Regions from separate parts of the Mus musculus genome. Here region 2 is linked to region 1. A link is a contact called in public HiChIP or PLAC-seq data. All regions are on one chromosome and are shown on one strand. Each heading gives the region's core, a stretch centred on a gene start, on an enhancer-like site or on the middle of the called end of the contact. The rest is flanking DNA. Distances are from core to core; before and after follow the strand shown.

Region 1 (2,700 bases), core at 193-2,692:
AATAAATAAAAATCTTTAAAAAAAAAAAAAAAAAAAAAAAAAAAAGAAGACAAAACAGGGCCGGTTGCTAATGTAGCATGACCACCTGGAGCTGGTGGAGCCTACATTCTAACTAGGGTCAGCTGCCTGAGGTTGACATCCAAGGGCATGGGGCAAAATACTTTGTTTGACCATGGAAAGCACTTGCCAGAGGGCAGGGGCTAGGCTCATGGGTAGGGCTTGCCTAGTAAGCACAAGGCCCTGGGCTCTGTTTCTAGCTCTGCATGAACCAAGTGTGGTTGCACATGCGTGTAATCCCAGTACTGAGGAGGTAGAGGCAGGAAGATCAGAAGTTACTTAGTGAATTCAAGGTTAGCCTAAGTTACATGAGACCCTCCCTGTCTCTTAATAAACTAAAATAGTTGAAAAAGTGAATTTTATTTGTGTTGTTTTTTGTGTAGCCCTGGCTGTCCTGGGAACTCTCCTTATAGACCAGGCTGGTCTTGAACTCACAGAGATCCACCTGCTTCTGCCTACTGTGTGTGGATAACCGGTCTCTAATATTCTGGAATGCATTTGTCTTACTCTTGGGTGGCCACTTGCTTTCCAGTGATGTGGCAGACGTGTAATCAACTCCAAACCTCTGATGGAAATGAGTCGCCCCAGAGAGTGCCTGGGATCCTGACTGACCAGGGATCCAGGATCACTTATATGGGGACCATACATTGGAAGTGGGCTCTGGGCACTGTGCATCAAACAATACCGACACATAGAGGGGACGACAGGTACAGTTAGGAAGAGCAAGTATTTGTCAAGTACAACGGTTAGACCACAGATGGACAACACGGAGAGGCCCGTGTGCAGCGGAGGAGGGAACCGGGTGACTGAAGGCTCTGGACTCATGGTGTTCACTTCAGAACCAGGGAATGTTCTAACTTAGGAAAGGTCCTGTGTCTAGCCAAAAAAAAAAAAAAAAAAAAAAGGCGGGGGGTAGGTGCGGCCTGGGAGGAAGGTGGGGTAGTGGCAAGGGAGGGTAGCCCTGCCCTAGCGTGCCCTCTGTCCCCAGCACGCACCCTGCCGGGAAGCCCTGGGGTCGCAGCTACTCGGGCGGCCCTGCCCAGAATAGCTTTCCTTCCGGGCAGGGCTGCCCGGCCCGCAGCGCCAGCTCCCGAAATAGGGCCCCGCGTGTTGGGCGGCGAGGGCGGGAGGGGCCGTCCCTGCTCACAGGCACACTAAGCCGCTGGGACCCTGGCACCCAACAGGGACCTGGGTGCAAGGACCAAGAAGGGGCTGCAGGCAGAAGCCAAGACCCAGGCTCGGAGATGGCGAGGCGCGGACTAGCATGGAGGAGCGAGGGCTGGCATCGCACTCTGGGTTGAGAAGGCGGAGACCCGGGTGCAGGGACCACGGAGGAGTCAGTAGAGACCCGAGATCGGGATTCCCGGCGCGGGGCCAGCCTCCAGGCGGGTGGGGCGGGCGCTGACCTCACAGCCTGCGAGGAAGTCGGGGCTGGCCTGGCTGATGGAAGGCCTGAGGAATTCGCAGCTGGCGGCCCGGTCGGGTGTGAACGCGTTCCCTTCTGCTCCCAACGTGGCGAGGCAATGGAGCAACAGCTTAGCAGTTGCCATGGCCACGGACCTAGGCTGTGGGACCAGCGGCCGCCCAGGCGGGCATTGGGAGATCCCCTGGGTCCTGTGGGATTCTGTATCCACACACGGTGCCGTGTGTTACAGGGTTGTAATCCCAACCCTTGGGAGGTAAAGACACCCCCTGATTAGGAATTAAGCTCATCACCTAATAGTGAGTTCGAGGCCAGGCTGGGCTACATGAGACCTGTCTCAAAAAGCAAAACAGGATGGGCAAGGTGGTGCATATCTTTCATCCCAGCTCTTCAGAGGCAGATGGATCTCTATATGAGTTCGAGACCAGCCAGGCATACATAGTGAGTTCCAAGACCCAGTGAGGCCCTGTCTAAACAAAACAAAACAGGACCAGAGAGCTAGCTTAGGGGTAAACTACCTTGGTACATATAAGCTTGCCAACCTGAGTTCAATTCCTGGGAGCCACTTAACAGAAAACTGAAGTCACAGTGTCATTCTCTGAACCTCCAGATGCAGGAGACAGCGCTTGCTCGTGCAAGCATCCCTCATAGACACATGCATACATAATAACATTTATAAGATTTAAAAAAAAAACAACCCGCCGGGCATGGTGGCGCACGCCTTTAATCCCAGCACTTGGGAGGCAGAGGCAGGCGGATTTCTGAGTTCGAGGCCAGCCTGGTCTACAGAGTGAGTTCCAAGACAGCCAGGACTATACAGAGAAACCCTGTCTCTGTCAAACTCAGAAATCCGCCTTCCTCTGCCTCCCAAGTGCTGGGATTAAAGGCATGGCACCACACCCAGCTAAAACCCAAAAGTTTTTAAATTAAAAAACAATGTGGCAGGAGAGCTGGCTGGGTGGCTGCTTTTCCAGAAGACCCAGGTTCAGTGAGCAGCACCCATCTATGGTTCACAACCATCTAGGACACCAGTTCTTGGAGAGCTCATGTGTTCTCTTCAGAACTCCAAGGCACCAGATGCAAACTTGGTGTGCATACATACATGCAGGCAAACCAAAACAAAAAACAGTGTTCCTCTCCCTCCTGTAGATGCTGACGGTTAGAAAGTTAGAACCCCTGTGATGGACAGCCACCACTTCAGTGCAAGCAAGCCTCTTGTG
Region 2 (2,722 bases), core at 191-2,690, 410 kb after region 1:
AACCAGGGACCTGGAGGCCCAGGTGGGAGTCCTGTTCCACACTATCCACCCTGGTCAGGGACACAGGGAAGATAGGAGATATGATTAACTTACAGAGCCAGGCCTGGTAAGGTAGGTTCCTGTCGTCTCTGTGTGTGACACTGAATGCCTCTAATCCGAAAGGATGCTCACTGAGGCATCCGAGGCATCTGGGTATCAGGAGCTGGGGGTGGGTGGGATCAGGCGAGGGTGCAGGTTGTCAGTGACAGGACACCCCTCCCCCAGCTTTAGAACTCTTCCCTCTATGGCAGTGGGAAGGCCTTGGCCATAGCTCATCAAGTACCCGCTTTTAGGTGATGTTTGCTTGGCCCGCCGCTCCTTTCACTTTGGCTTTCCTGTTATCCTGTCCCATTCATCTTTAAAGAGAGGGGGGCTTGGCATCTCCCACAATATGGCTCCCCTTTCCCAGGTGTGCATCCCATAAGCCTGTGAACACAGCATTCCATAGCCAACCTGCAGGCAGCCTTGTGTAAGGCATAACTTCATATCATAGTGACAGTCCTGCCCCCACCCATGTTGGTAGGGGGACTTCAGACTGGAAGGGAGGAGGGATGGATGGAGAGAGGAAGGGGTGGGTAGAGAGAGGGAGGGTGTCCTGGTGGGGAACAGGAAGCCTTGTGATGCTTGGCCCCAAAGAATTGCCACATCTGAACTATGCTGGATGGGCCAGCATCCCAGAGGAAGGCTGACTTGACAGTGACCGCCCAGCTTCAGCCTGTGCACAGGCTGGTGTCACAGGGAGGGACTCTGCAGGGGCCAGGTCCCTCCTCTCTCTTCCTTGGGGCTTCCATCCTAAGAAGGAGGCAAAGCCAGGGATCTCTGCCCTTTTCCCAGAAAAGAGAGGGGTTTGGAGAGCAGGCTGCTGTGGCTTTGGATTCTTAAAAGTCTCTGGCTTCCCCTTCTCCTCCTCTGGCCCCCCTTCAGCCCCCGGCCCCTGTCTACCCCCTCCACCTCCCTTAACCCCATCCCTCCTCTGGTCCCCCCACCCTGTCCCTCCTGGGCTCTCTGGGACCCTCTAGACCAGTTCAGTGAAGCACTGAGGAATGTAGCTGATGCAGGGAGTGGACGCCCCTGGCTGCTCTCATTTCCTCATGCCCAGGCTATTTCCTCTTGGCCCTGGGCATGTGGTCATGTGCTTTTGCTCATGAGGAGCGGGTTGTGATGGGAACCCTCGCCCCTCTGCTCTGCCTTTCCCCAGGAAGCAGCCTCAGCAGGCAGGGAGGGGTGAGGGACCCCAGAGCTTGCTGCCCAGCTCAGCAGGGGTTGCCTGAGGGTGGTGGTTTCAGGTTCCCTGGCCCGCTAGTCAGCTAGTCTGGCTAGTCTCTCTAGTCCCGGATGGGAGGCTCAAGAGGCTCGGGTTTCCCCCGCCACCACCACCATCCTCTGCTTCCTTTGGTGTTGGGGAGTGACAGCCTTTGGCCATGATGTCATTACCTAATCCAAACAGAAGGGAGGCTGGGCTCTGTGGTGAGCTGCAGGCCAGCAGCGCTGAGTGCTACAGCATGGTAAGGCTGTGTAGAGAACCCACCCCTTGCATCTCCCAGGTCCTCTTTTCCTTTCTGCGCTCCTGACCAGCCTCCCTTCCCTTTCTTCTTTCTGGAGATGCTGTAGCATCCCTGTGTCACCACCCCTCAGCCAGGAGTGCACACAGGGCTAGATGCAAAGTCAGCCCTATTCTCTCCAGGGGCAGAAGGACCAGGCTTGGGGTGGGTCTCATCCTAGCAAAGCGATGAGGAAGAAGAGGGGGAGCGAGGTTTCCTGGGAAGGGAGGCATGGTGTCCTGCATCTCCTCTGCTGTCTGAAGTGCAGATCCAGCATCTCTCTGCTTTGCTACAGCCTGCTCAGCTCTCCCTCAGCTATAAAGGGCTGTTCGGCATCAAAGGCAAGAGGAACCACTCAGGACAGTGGTATCCATTTGTGCCTGGAGCTTCCTGGGTAGAAATGCGCCCTGTGACAGACCCTGTCATCTGGTTCTGTCCTGGTGTCCTGTGACCCGGGAACACAGGTGAAAGCTAGTCATCCTGCCTCCTCAGCCCCCTTCTCTGCTTCTCCTGGCTGCAGAGCTGTGCCACTGTGCTCACAGGTAAAGTCAGGGAAACTCAGGGTGACCACGGCTTCCAGCACAGAATCCCTGCTGGGGTCCCTGCAGAGGCAGGAGGATGCTGTGGGCTCTGCCTTAGCACCTGGTCATTTGTGCTATAATTTTGGTGCTGTGGGAAAGCAGGGAATGTCTGGGACATGTCCCTCTAGTCATTCTTGGTGGCCCCATTAAATATCTCTTCCCCGTGGAGCCCGCTCAGCCCTCACACTCTTCCACCTAAAATCCTGGCCATCTGAACACGATAGAGACTGTCCCAGTCCCAGACCTGGGATGGCATGGTGACAGAGAGTGGCTTGATGAGGGATAAAAAAGGACTGTGCCCAGTGACCTACCACAGTGGCCTTATTTTAGACTGCTGTGGCTTGTCTCACAGCTGACTTGTTCACAGGTCTATCCTCCCAATCCACTGAATATTTCTTTTACTTTGTTTTGTTGAGACAGGGTCCCTGGCTGGCTTGGAACTGACTTTGCAAACCAGACTGGCCATGAACTCACAGAGATCCAGCTGCCTCCAGAGCACTGGGGTTACAAGTATGTACCACCAGGCCAGCCTCTGGGTGAATGTCTCTTAAGGTTGTAGTT

Evidence for each region. HiChIP or PLAC-seq counts read pairs in DNA pulled down with a chosen protein or histone mark.
Region 2: an HNF4G HiChIP or PLAC-seq map of pancreatic cancer cells shows a contact between it and region 1. The contact joins two enhancer-like sites. A contact is called at or near these places in 3 of 115 datasets of contacts at active chromatin or transcription factors (extraembryonic endoderm stem cells, microglia and pancreatic cancer cells).

The regions. Positions count from the first base shown.
Region 1 is chr11:117,948,414-117,951,113 of GRCm38.p6, forward strand. No RefSeq gene overlaps it. Among named protein-coding and RNA genes, the nearest start is that of Socs3, 20 kb to the right of the region's middle. Within about 2 kb of position 1,443, at least 203 of the 459 cell types and tissues checked have an H3K27ac peak or open chromatin away from gene starts, as enhancers often do. A contact at or near this core is called in microglia and pancreatic cancer cells, where this site is marked.
Region 2 is chr11:118,361,946-118,364,667 of GRCm38.p6, forward strand. No RefSeq gene overlaps it. Among named protein-coding and RNA genes, the nearest start is that of Timp2, 7.9 kb to the left of the region's middle. Within about 2 kb of position 1,441, at least 259 of the 459 cell types and tissues checked have an H3K27ac peak or open chromatin away from gene starts, as enhancers often do. A contact at or near this core is called in microglia and pancreatic cancer cells, where this site is marked.